3 separate regions of the Mus musculus genome follow, and regions 2 and 3 are each linked to region 1. A link is a contact called in public Hi-C data. All regions are on one chromosome and are shown on one strand. Each heading gives the region's core, a stretch centred on a gene start, on an enhancer-like site or on the middle of the called end of the contact. The rest is flanking DNA. Distances are from core to core; before and after follow the strand shown. Region 1 overlaps 5031426D15Rik (RIKEN cDNA 5031426D15 gene). Region 2 has its middle 170 kb from the start of 5031426D15Rik. Region 3 has its middle 130 kb from the start of 5031426D15Rik.

What was found. Hi-C and Micro-C count contacts between places; a contact is called where the count stands out from the background.
Region 2: a contact with region 1 is called in a Hi-C map of uterus, with 2.6 times the contacts expected there. The contact joins two enhancer-like sites. A contact is called at or near these places in 7 of 39 promoter capture datasets (the HPC-7 cell line, embryonic stem cells, hippocampal neurons and 2 more), 3 of 484 Hi-C or Micro-C datasets (the HPC-7 cell line, myocytes and uterus) and 1 of 115 datasets of contacts at active chromatin or transcription factors (fibro-adipogenic progenitors).
Region 3: a contact with region 1 is called in a Hi-C map of uterus, with 2.6 times the contacts expected there. The contact joins two enhancer-like sites. A contact is called at or near these places in 1 of 39 promoter capture datasets (hippocampal neurons), 4 of 484 Hi-C or Micro-C datasets (cerebral cortex, cortical neurons, forebrain and 1 more) and 1 of 9 other capture datasets (embryonic stem cells).

What each region holds. Positions count from the first base shown.
Region 1 is chr2:6,921,408-6,925,759 of GRCm38.p6, forward strand. 5031426D15Rik (RIKEN cDNA 5031426D15 gene) reads right to left here. Exons shown (of 1, transcript NR_027890.1): 1 at 1,295-4,352. It also overlaps a transcript of Celf2 not described here. Among named protein-coding and RNA genes, the nearest start is that of 5031426D15Rik, 5.1 kb to the right of the region's middle. Within about 2 kb of position 2,069, at least 7 of the 459 cell types and tissues checked have an H3K27ac peak or open chromatin away from gene starts, as enhancers often do. A contact at or near this core is called in uterus, where this site is marked.
Region 2 is chr2:7,098,984-7,103,335 of GRCm38.p6, forward strand. It overlaps a transcript of Celf2 not described here. Among named protein-coding and RNA genes, the nearest start is that of 5031426D15Rik, 170 kb to the left of the region's middle. Within about 2 kb of position 2,603, at least 3 of the 459 cell types and tissues checked have an H3K27ac peak or open chromatin away from gene starts, as enhancers often do. A contact at or near this core is called in uterus, where this site is marked.
Region 3 is chr2:7,054,905-7,059,256 of GRCm38.p6, forward strand. It overlaps a transcript of Celf2 not described here. Among named protein-coding and RNA genes, the nearest start is that of 5031426D15Rik, 130 kb to the left of the region's middle. Within about 2 kb of position 1,752, at least 42 of the 459 cell types and tissues checked have an H3K27ac peak or open chromatin away from gene starts, as enhancers often do. A contact at or near this core is called in uterus, where this site is marked.

The DNA.
Region 1 (4,352 bases), core at 819-3,318:
TTTCACCATCGACAGCAAAAAAAAAAAAAAAAAATTCCACATTAAAAAAAAAAGTCCCAAATAAACTGCGATATGATTCATTCATATGTTGGGTAATAACTGTGCTAATGATGTGGGGTACAGCCTCATTTAGAAAATTATTATTATTATTATCATTAATCAGTTCGGCTTATTCATTCATGGCCTAATGTATTTGGAGCTCAGCTTGATCTCTTTTAGGTCTTTTAACTTGCGAGTTTAGCGTTAAGCGACTTTCTATGTTTGTTTCTGTGAATAATGGCTTCGATCCTTAAATCTCAATTTAAAAGTTTTAAACTGAGTAGAGATCTCTTATATTAGCAAACAAAGCACAGAGGAGACAGAACACAAACCTAATGCAACGATTCTCTAAGTGTCCTCTGAGGACCAAGGGCATCAATACCACCTAGTGGCGTGGTGACTTGTCTCTTGCTGAGAACATACTCTGACAAAAGCCACTTAGGTAAGAAAGGGTGACCCTTCAGATTGAGAGCATAAATCCATCATGGCTGGGAAGTGCTGCTGGCAGGGGCTTGAGGAAGCTGATCCTATTACACCCACAACCAGGAAGTAGAGAACATCGAACACCGCGGAGCTCGCTTTCCTTTGACTCATGCCCGGGCCCTACTTTAGATAGGTCTCTGCATCTCAGCAGTCCTGGTCATTTTCATCTCCTGAGTGATTCTAGATCCTGCCAAGCCCACAAGATCAACCACTACACCTGGGAGCGAATAGGAAATGTAAATGATCAGCCCTATTCCATATCTTGCTGCGGAAGTTCTGGTGATAGACTCCAAATTGTGTTTTAACCCCTAAAATACCCTCTTTTTCTCAAGGTCAGACATGTGTGGTGGGCAGGAAACTCTTCTCATCTGCTCCAGCTCCTGCCTTATTTTTCTTTCCCAGGAGATTTTATCCTCTGCTCAAGTTTAGGACTCGGTGTATCTATCAACTTCAGGTCCAGCGCTCACAGGCCACCCAGCTGCTCCGGGTGTCTGCAGTGATATTCTGTCTAGCTCAAAAACAACTCCAAGTATGGCCTGAAGGTTTTAAAGAGTTTTTCACTAACTTGGAGAAACTCAGACATAGAGTTAACAGAAAACCAATAGGATACTAAATAATTAAATTTGTGCTAAGCAAACTGTACCATGTGTTCTTCAAGAAAGAAGGGCTAGATTCATTGCATTATGTCTATTTGGATATGATTCAAAATTGCCCTTATACATGTATAATTAATGTTGATAGAAAGGTAAGATGCTCTTCTAGTTTTTTTTTTCCCCCTAGATTCCAAGAATTGTATTGGGTAGATTTAATAGAATATTTAAATATGATGTTTTATTATCAGTGATAATAAATTCAAAGCTTTCCTCGTTAACCCATACCTGTACCACCAGGTAAGAGAGGTTTTGTTGTTGTTGTTGCTTTATTTTGTTTTTCATGTTCAGCTGAATTCTTTGCACTGACCAGGAAAAAAGTGTCTGCTTATTTTGAAATCTCAGTTGATTCCATGAAGTAGCGGGTGAGAACCCATTTCTACATATACGGTTACTATTATTACTGTGTGATCTGAAGTGCTACCTTGCTTTTGCCTAGAAGATTTTATGATTGTGTTGTTTCAAAAGTAGCAATGGAAAAGAGTGTCACATTCAGATAAAATAGTTAAAGAACTATTTTATTTTTTATTTAGATGTGTTAGAAAAATGCACACCAGACAAATCAGAAGTACCAGGCTTTCTTGAAGTCTCAAGTTTTTTTTTTTTTTTTTCTTGTTTTCTGAAAGGACATAAAATCACATCTGTTTGAAAGACCATGGCCTCCCATGGGCCTGACCCCAAAACAACAAGGGCTATGATTTGCTCACTTTAGGTGGCCATTAAATTCTTTTAAGTTACAAAAGTATCATTTGGTAAATTACCTTTTCCAGGGCCCTAAGTGACATTTTAAAGGTTTAAAGTATTAAATCACCCTCCAGAAGTGGTCACTCTACCCTGTTAGCCACTGATAACATCAGGCTAAATAGCTTCAATTTCTTTTATGCTAGATTTTGATCAACATAAAAACGCTTTTTATAGACATTACCAAATTTGCTCTTAACACAACAGTTAGGGCGAGGGATGGGAGTGTCAGAAAAGGACTCTAGACATTCTCTAGAGACCTGGGTCTCTTGAAAGTGTAGCCGGAGCTCTTAATTGCTGAGACATTATCCGTCCAACCTCCAGTCTTTTTCAAATTTTTTATTTGTTTGTTTGTTTGTTTGTTTTTAAGCAGGGTCATTCATGAAACTCACCGAATAGGCCAGGAGGGGTATTCAGCAAGTCTCGTGGATCAGTCTATCTGCTTCCCCAGCGCTGAGATTAAGTGTACAACCCCATAAAAGGTTTTTTTAAGAAAAGGGGGCGGGGTCTTGGGATTGAACTCAGGGTTCAGACTTGTACAGGAAACCCTTTCCCACTGAGATATCTCCCCAGTCTATGGCCTTTCTTGTCAGTACTGATTAGCGCAGCATTTGCTCGTAAAGAGGGAAAGAGGGAAAGTTCATCTGTTTGGTTCACCAAGTTGGTTTATTTTACCTCGGGTTTAAATACGACTGGAGGCAAATCGACAACAGATGGCCTCGGAAGGAAACAGGAACCATTCCGGCACTCATGGAAGGTGTGAGTGACCTTCGGGGAACTTGGAAGAGATGATAGATGATTTTCTCCTAATTTTTTTCTCTCATCTCCTCATGCCAGCTATTGAAAAGTTATTTCCTGTTATGCTTTTTTATCTGCTGTGTCAAGCATAAAAGCCTCTTAAGGCAAAATCGTGATTTATCCTGTAACAAGTGGTGATTCTAAAAGCTCTTCAGAGCCTTATTAAAGACTCTAGAAAAACAGAGAAGGGAAGGACACATGGGACTTGTGCCCAGTACCCCATCTTGACTTGTTTCCCTGGAAACGTCAGTCACATGACTCCACGAGGCCTGCGCACTAGAAAGGGAAGGGAGAACCACAAGCTCTTCCATGGGCTTTTTGTTTTCTTCTATACATGCATTGCAACAAAACAAAACAAAACAACCAACCAACCAAACAAACAAACAAAATAAAAAAAAACAAAAAACTAACAGAAGAAAAGGAGATTTTTAAAAACAAATGCAGGAGGCTAGAGAGATGGCTTGGTGCTTAAGAGCACTGACTGCTCTTCCAGGGGTCCTGAGTTCAATTCCCAGCAACCACATGGTGGCTCAAAATCATCTGTAATGGGATCTGATGCCCTCTTCTGGTGTGTCTGAAGAGAGCAATGGTATACTCATATACATAAAATCTTTAGCACGTCGAGGCCAGAGGGCATGGGTATCTTCCTTGATGATTCATTGCCTTAGTGTTTAAGACATGGTCTCTTAGACAGCTGGCTACGAGCTCCAGGCTCCCATGTCTCTCTGGCTTTCCAGTTATAGGATTACAGAAGCATTCTCGTGTGGCTAGTTTTTTTTTTTTTTTTTTTTTTTTTTTTTTTTTTAATATGGGTGCCAGGGCTTCAGATTAGGCTCTCATGTCTGAATGGGCATCACTATACTGACTAAACTATATACCCACCTCCCAAATTGTAGAAAACATTCAAACTTAAAAGAATACAATCGTCAGTGTTTGTTATTTGTTAAATGGATACATTTTCGTGCTTGAGAATGTCAATCACGCCTCCTTTAATACGGTAACATTTCTCAGCACATTTTTAGTTTTTCTCTTCAGGAAGTCAATATCACCATCTAAAAATACACAGTGTAATCTTCTGGCAATAAAATGAGGTCAACTTCCCTTTGGGTCTCCTTTTAAGCCTGAAATCATTATCTCCCAACCCTAAACCCCTCACCTACTTAGAAAACTTACTTCTTTTCCCTTGGAAATGAAGAACAGAAGCCTTTTAGTTCCAAATTAGCTCCGTGGCCTTCATTAGGCCTAAAATAAAAATGAACTGAGAAAATCCCACTGTAGCTCGGTGTAGTGGCTCATACCTGTAATCCCAGAACTCAAGAGACTGAAACAGAAGGAATACTGTAGTGAGTTTGAGACCAGAGATATATGGCCATACATCAAGTTCTGGGGCGAGCCTGGGCTACAGAGTCAGACACTATAAAGAGAAAACCATTGTGGAATATTTGCACTTGTATGAAGAGCACTGACCAGCTGGGACCAGCATTGAAGAGAACGGCAGGGATAATAAAGCAATGAAGGAGGTCCCATCCTCGTGCTCTCTTTAATCCCATTAGCCAAAGAGAATGGTAGACTTTCAGAAATTTAGAAGCACAAAGCCCTCTAGCCAGGAACATGCCTACTTAGAATACTGTGCCAGGCATA
Region 2 (4,352 bases), core at 1,353-3,852, 180 kb after region 1:
AACCAACCAGATCCCCCAGAGCTCCCAGGGATTAACCAGCAAAGAGTACACATGGAGGGACCCATGGCTCCAGCCGCATATGTAGCAGATGGCCTTGGTCCTGTGAAGGCTTGGTGCCCCAGAGTAGGGGAATGCCAGGGTGGTGAGGTGAGAGTGGGTAGGTGGGTGGATAGAAGGAGGGGGGGCGATAGGATAGAGGGTTTCCGGGGGAGAAACTGGGAAAGGGGATAATACTTGAAATGTAAATAAATAAAATATCCAATAAAAAATGAAAATGCAAATAAATAAATAAATAAATAAATAAATAGAAGTTGGTGGACTCACGAATCAGGCCCTGGCTTGACTCAGGGTTTATATCTGTGAAATACACGACTCTCATTTGTGTCTGTGGCTGTACACTACCCATATGCTGCAGTTGTTTTATTGACTGTGTAGAAAAAGACCTTGGCAGAGAGATTAGGGCAGAAGTAGCTCTAATTTTCTGGCTTCTGGATTTTTCGCTTGTTCCTGAAACCATTGCTATATTCTACATTGGCAAGAGTTAAGTGAATGGTGTTCCGCTGTGTGAGTGTAAGATTCGGATTGAGGGGAGCACAGGTGATGTGAATGGTGGGCTGTTCTGATGGCTCAGCACTGAAAGGTGCTTGCCACAGAGCCTGGCAAGCTTGCTGCAGTCCCAACAGCACCCGTGGTGGAAGGAAACAACTGACATTGGCAGGGTATCCTTTGACCTCCATATGCATCCTATATACTCACATATACATATGCAGACACACTCACATGCACACACGAACAAGAATGAATGAAGAAGGCTCATGGTTAAATGCACACTACCTACTGGGCTCTTTACAGATACATTGTAACAAGTACTTAGTGTATGTCTGATCTCTCTGTGTGTGTGTACATGTGTGTGTGCTTGTGTGTATACATATGTGTGTATATACATGTGTGTACCTGTGTGTGCATACAGAGGTTCATGTTTGGTGCCCTCCTCATTCACTGTCTACTATATTTTCGAAGGCAGCCTCTCGCTGGGTCTGAAACTCACTGATTTGGATAGGCTTGCGCAGGTAACTCCGGATACTCCTATCTCTAGGTCCTCAGTGCTGAGATGAGAGAAAAACAATACCATGTTCAGTTTTCCTTTGTACAATGTAGGTCCTCGGAACTAACTCAGATTGTCACTCATTTGCAGCAAGCACCATACTGACTAACCCCTCTCGCTGGCTTCCCTTTTTGCTCCACTGTTTACCTGTGACTAGCCTTCTGCTAGCAACATATTACCATAAAGCATTTATAGTTTCATTAGAGAAAATGGAATGATTTTTTGGGGGTGGGGGTGCTATAAAAATGAGGCTCACAACTCACAGGTGCAAAACTCCTTTTCTTTTAACTTCAATAACTTTATACTCCTATCACCAAAGAGTCTCACAGAATTTTCCCTTAAGTCTAACAACACATGTCTCTGCTCCTTTTCCTAGGCTAGGCTCTGGGAACTTACAGTTTACTAAGATCTGTGGGCAGGAGGGTTACCCAGTGCTTGAGACAGCTGTTCATCTGTGTGTCTGCTTGGATACAGAAGGGGTAAAGCGCTGATTGCCTTATACTCTTGCCTATGTGGTTCCTCTAGGATGATTGTTTCCCTCCATAGGATCATGGCATCTGCCATCACATCATTCTGCCTTAGACTATGAAAGTGGAACTTGGCCTCACATTCCTTGTTCACTATTAGGTTTTAAATATGAACTATTCCCCAAAGGCTCATGTCTCAGAACATGTGGTTTCCGGTAGATGGCAGTGCTTTGGAGCGTTGTGGGATGTTTAGGAGGCGATCGATGCCTTGCTGGTAGAGCTGGGCCACTATGGGTGACACACTATGAGGTTTGATAACTGGCCCTACTTCCTGCTCGTTCTCCGCTTCCTGACTGGGCATGGTGTGACCAGCTGCCTTTCACTCTGTACTTTGCATGCCAGGATGGACTGAATTCCCTTGACCTCTGATATATCTTTCACTACTAAATTGCTTCTTGCCAGGTATTTTGCCAGGGCAATGAAACAAGGAACTAATACCCCAGCTCTCTGGCCAGTTGAATTCATCTGTAGTTCCGTTGTCCTTCTGAAAGTGATTAGTGGAATTCACCCATCTTGAATCTACTTGTGCTATCGGAAGTCATTCTTCTTTAAAAATAGATTTATTTTATTTTTAATTATGTATATGAAAGTGTACCTCTGTGTGTGGAAGTAAGAAAAAGACTTTAACTTCCTGGTGTTGGAGTTACAGGTGGTCACAAGCTACCTGGGTGCTAGAATCCAACTCTGGTTCTCTTAAAAGCAGCAAGAACTCTTAACCTCTGAACCAGCTGCATGAGGCAGGCTTTTGTCTTGTTTTTTGTAGAATTTAAACAGGAAACAAAGCCATAGACCTGTCAAGTAGGAATGATGTGTGATCCCAATGCCTTATAAGCAAAGAGCTCTGAGAAAAAGGAGACATAGTCCTGGCAGGAAGCATCAAATGGTTTTTTAGTTCCTTAGGGTTGAATGTATGATTACAGAGAGGTACGAGAAATCAGTTTCGAAACAGAGGCAGGCGGAACCAGATCATGGAGGACTACAAGATCATGTTTGGCACTTTGAGGGCTAGGGCCGATAACTAACCACTGAGGAATGTAAGCAGGGAGAAAACAAAGTTTAGCATGTTAGAAATAATTGTCCTAGTTGTAAGATGAGACACGGACAGCAAAGAAGTGGGTCTGGGGTAAGAAAACAAGTTAAAGAGTGTGCCACTGTCACCTGTAAGGGGTGAGGGAAGATCTTGATGCAGTTGTGTCGGGAAGAGAGGAAAGGCAGTTGAGCAAAAACGACTTGGGAAGGTAGAAAGATCCTGAATAATGCAGAGTGAGCGAGAGAGGCAGGTGTGAGATCTAGGTTCCTAGCTTGATCAACATACTATATACGGTACACTTCTTAAGTCAGGGAGCACAGGCTGAGAGGCCAGCTTTGGAGTGATGCTTATGGACTCAGTCTGGCAGTTGCTGAATTTGTAGTACCCAGAGACATCTTTGTAAAGGTGGCAGATGGGACAGCCATATACACAGAGCTTAGGATGGAGACCTGGGATGAACCTGCAGGATGAGCATCATTAGCATATCATTAGCATATGGAAGTACTATAGTGTAGAAGTAATTTGCCTGGTCTTGTTGCATGTGAAGTAAAAAGAAATGAAGGTTAAAAACATTTTACTGCAGAGCACTTACCACGGAAAGCAAAGAGAAGCCTATGAAGGAGACTGAAGAGAGAGCTTTGAACTGGCAATAATATGGAACTCAAGGAAAAAGCATACCCACAGAAGAAGTGTAGGCAGCTGGGCTGATCGACACTGAGGAAAAACAGAGTACAGAAGACCCAAGCTCACCATGGACATGTTGACCTTTGCTGGATCATTATCAGAAGAGCAAAGACAGCACGAGCCAGATGGCAGTTGATCACAGAGCTAAGGGGACACAGAGAACCATCCTTCGCCCAGTTGTGAACTGTTCTTTCTTATAGTTATTCTTTGACCCTCCAGCTGTGACGTGCTTCTTAGAATAAACTCATAATTTTAGGATAAAGTTCATCATGGCCTAGAAGGCCCCCCATCCTGACCCTTGTCTATCTGGAATTCCATAGCTCCCTGCTTCCTCCCTCCAATCTCTGAGGTCATGGGCATCTCCTTTCTATCTTGCAGACGTTAGAGGGTCATTCCTATGGCAGGGTCTTTGAAGCAGCCCCTTCCCTGAGTCTCCCTTCTTATGCTCCAAGTCTTAACTTAGAAATTGATTCACCTGAGAGCACATCCCTGAACAACTGGAGAAAGCAATGCCACGCAGACTCACTGTCGCTGTATGCATCCACCGTTTTACTAGTAACTGTAAGGAGGAGGGGACACCATTCCTCATGGTGGACAAGGTACAGTGGCTGGGAACGTCCCTGTCTGCTGTGGCAGGACATTGTAGCACAGCTTTTTACACATCAGGAAGCAGAGAGGAAAACCAGAGCAGGCTTGACTACAGCTTCAAAGGCCCGCTCTCAGTGAAGGGCCTCTACTAGCCAGGTCTCACCTCCTAAAGGCTCCTAAGCCAGAGCCAACGTATGGGGACCAGGTGTTTACACACATGAACCCTTGGAAGGACATTTTATTCTCAAATGGTAACACTTTCAAACTGTAAGCTTGAGATTGCATTTAATCTCAAACATGTAACATGCAATAGTTAGACATGTAAATTATTACAGGTAACACATGTCCTATTTTAGCTTCATTGTAGTGTCTTCCTGCTCTGTACATTTGTACATTCATTTATTTGTCTGTATGTATT
Region 3 (4,352 bases), core at 502-3,001, 130 kb after region 1:
ATGCTCCGGTGGACCGAATCCTCATACAGACAGGGTCACGTTCTCCACTGTTTAGTTATCAGAACTGTACTTGGTAACTAGCTGAGGCTCTTGAAGCTGCCGAGAGAGCCCAGGCAGTAAAGTTCAGACCTTAGCATCCACATTTAAAAAGCCACTCATAGCTGTGGCACACATCTGTGACCTCAGTTTTGGGAGTAGGAAGCTGAATGGGGTGGAGGTTGGGGTAGGGAGGAGGGGAGCAACAGGTGAATCCTTGGGAGTTAGTCGCTAGGCAGTCTAACCAAATTAGTGAGGTTCAGGGTCAGTGAGAGACGTTATTGTGGCCTCATATGAAACTCAGAACTGGGCTCCTTTCTGGCTTTTGAGAATGATTCCTGTGCTATTGCTGCTATCAATGGGATCTTAAGAAAGGCTCTAGGGAAACTCAGATCTGTGAGTAGCTCTAGAATTCCTGAGCTGAACCTATTTGTGCAAGCTCTCCATGTCTTTGCTCACCTAATGCATATTTATTAAAACCTAGTATGTGCTAAGTACTATGTGTCCCTTCGGAGACCGATAGCAGGAGGCGGATGATTCAGGTAGCGTTCAGCTTTCCATGCTCTGCCAGGGATTCCCAGTGTACCGTATGAGTCTGTGGGCTCTTCCCATGCATGGCGGGAGGACGAGTTGTCGCGTACATATGCTGTGAGCACAGCAAGTTCAGTGGATACTGAGATTTGAGCACAGCCTCAGACTTCTTTACTTTTCTCTCTCTCTCTCTCTCTCTCTCTCTCTCTCTCTCTCTCTCTCTCTCGTCTGTCTGTCTATCTCTGTCCTCTGTATATGCATATAAGTACATGTGATGTATGTTCACATGTGTTTGCATGCCAGAGCCCACATGCCGCAGACTGTAATGGAGGTTAGAGGTCAACCCCAGCTCTCCATGTTTGCTTTCTACCTTGATTGTTGCCCACATCATCAGGCTAACTGACTCCCGAGCTTCTGGGAATTCTGTCTATCTCACTGTAGGAGGGCTGGATTACTGATGTGTAACACTACCATTGATTCTGGGAATCTAAACTCGGATTCTTAAGATTGTGTGGCAAGTTCTACACACACAAACCTCCCTCCCCGCCCCCAGCCTGTATTCTCAGCCTTAGTTTCAACACCTTCCTTTAGAATTTATTGAATCAGCTCTTCAGGCCAACAGACTGTGTCGGGAGCTGGCACACAGCAGCTGACAACATCAGTCAGTTTCATGTAGAGAGACAGAATTTCCCCCAATCTCTGGTACAGAAATACCACTGCTACTCTTTATAACCCCAAAGAGGTAAACATGGGGAATCTGGGATCACACTCAAGTTTCTCAGGGTACCCATTATGTCATCTGAAGTAAACACTAGGCCATTTGTTATGGACCAATGCTAACATACTTGAAATTTACAATTGGGAATTTAACTCATTTCAGAATGTAAGAACATTCCTTTCTTTGTTCTAAAGCTTTCAGGAAAAAAATAATAAGAAAAAAAAACCCTAGTATACTATAACTGTTCATTCCTACCAGTTTTTGAATATTTTACATATCTTTCTCTCAGCCTAGTGTTTAGCAAAATGTTGTGTTAACCAAGGGGGATTTAATGAGGAATTTGGAATCTGACATGCTGACATCTATTGTTTTTAACACATTCTGTAAGAAGTTAGGGAAGTAGATTCATTGACACATGTGTGTAATTGTGCTGAAAAAAAAAAAAGTTTTGCAATATATTTGTGTTGCGCAGCTAGGCAACCAGAAAGCAGTAACACACAGGAAGTATGAAGCTGTGTGCTTCCAGGCAAATTACGGGAATTATAAATCTCTTATTTTCTTTATGCGAATTCCCTCTGTGTCAAAGAATAATACAGAAAAGCACCGAGGCCATTGGAGCAGAGAGGGCTCACTTTCGACTGACTTCGCTTCTACAGCTCTTTTATTTTATTTCCTCAGTCTTTCCCACAGGGCATAAGGAGTGGGAAGGACTTAAAAAGAAAAGTAAGCACTGAATTGTAAGCTATTAAATTTATATATATATATATATTCTTTAAGCAAGTAAGGAAGAATAACAGGAAATGAGGAGTCGATCTTTACTTCATTGTAAGGCGACTATATGAACTGTTTCATTTTTTTAAAAAAAAAAATTCAGTAAATAGACCAGCACTGAAGAAAACTATTTCAATAAAATAGCTATGATTATATTGTAACTCAAATCCAACGATCCATAATAAATACTGTTTGTATTATTACTGTAATCCCACAATATCCTCCTGATTTTTTAAAAACCATAGTATTTAATAGCCCATGATTTATATTGCTCTTTGGAAACCTTTTCAATTGCCTTTATGAATCTGAGTGGCGAGACTCCCATTGCTGAACACCACCCAGGCATTTTAACAAAAGGAATCTTATAAAACTCAACAAGATACAACGGCTGTATCTTGGTGTTCAGTTGGTTAGAGTTAAAGAATATTTCCACGCTGATGTCAAGACAGGAAAAGGAGGAAACAAGAAAAGAGACTGAAGAAATGGTAGTGGTGGGAAGAAAAACAGTAAGGACAGGGGCAACAGGTTACACCTTCCTTCTGTTGGGCTCCAGAAAACACAAGTGCTGTGAAAAGGGCTGGCCATGACTGCTGTCTGAAAGAGCCCCAAGCTGACTCAATAGCTGGAAACACTGAGGGACCTTGTTAGAACATAGGCATCACCCAGTACAGGGGCTGAGAATCATAGCTTTATCTGTGCCAGGGTCACTGGACCGCAGTCCCCCAAGCGTCTCTGTGTGGCTTTTTAGTTCATGAGATGCTGGTTTGGTTTGATGCTCGGCAACCCAAGACTATTTTAAAAGTTTTTACCCAGAAGAATTCCTTTCATCTTTTATCCCAAAGCTGATTTTAAATATAAATCTGATATGGTAGGTTTTGTTTGTTTGTGTGTTGGTTTTTATAAGAAATTTCTGGCAAGGAATATAGATATTTAAGCCAAAACTTTATAAAATGATTATGGATTTTAAAAAAATGCACCACCGGCCCTCCATATCTATAAATTATGTTTGTATAGAATGAATCAAATGTCTCATCACTCTGTTAATTCTATGAAGAAACACTATGACCAAGACAACTCTTGCAAAAGAAAGCATTTAATTGTGGGCTTACGGGCTCAGAGGTTTAGTCAATTGTCATCATGGTTGGGAGGATGGTGGCACATAGGCAAAACTGGAGACATAGTTAATAGTTGGGATCCACAGGCAGAGAGAGAGGGGGGAGAAGGAGTGAGGGAGAGAGAAAGAATATAGAGAGAGGGAGTGAGGGAGAAAGAGAGTTGAGATGGAAGGAGGGAGGGAGAGGGAAAAGGAGAAGAAGAGGAAGAGAGAGGGAGAGAAAGGGAGAGACTGGGCTTGGCAACTTTTGAAATCTCAGGCCCAATGGCAGTGGCACACTTCCTCCAAAATGGCCACACCTCTTAAGCCTTCTAATCCTTTCAAAGAGTTCGACTCCCTAGTGAGTAAGCATTCAAATATTTAAGCCTCTGAGTCATTTTTATTCAAAGCACACAGAGATCAAAATTATTTTTAAAATTGCATCTTGCTGAGAGTATAGTATTTCTTGTCATTTTTCTAAACAACACACTAAACCAACTATTTAATTAGTAACTTATAGTAAGATGACATGTAGGCTGTAGGTGAAAACTATGGCACACACACACACACACACACACACACACATATATACACACATGCACACACGCACACATGCACACACATGCATGCACACACACACAGGCATGCACACACACACACAGGCATGCACACACACACACACACACACACACACACACTTACATATCGACTGCACTGCTTTATACTCTTGTCAACAGCACAAAAGGATCTCAATGTTGCCCTGTCTGCATCAATACTTGATAGGTTTTTGCATTTGTTTTTTGACAGCAGCCATCCTGATGAGTGAGAGAGGATATTAATTGAGGTTTTAATCTGCATTTTTTTCAAATTCATTTCTTAAACCAATGTGCCTTGTCCTATTGTGGAGAGACATCCGTGTCAGCGAAAGTGAGCCTCATGACTTGTGCACAGCCACTCCTGATTGGCAGGTGCACTGTCACTGTATCTTTGTTATGAAGCTAAGATGGCCACAAAGCATGCATTCTCTGTGCATAGGAAAATGAGCCAATGTCAGATCTGACACATCAGTAGTTTTCAAGAAGGAGTGACTATAAATTCCAAGAATAACTCAGCTCCATGGTGACTTGTTAAGAACAAGAACTTGTTTTTTTATGTCAAAGAGGAAATAGCATAAACAATCTCTTCTAGATCATTTTTAGAAGC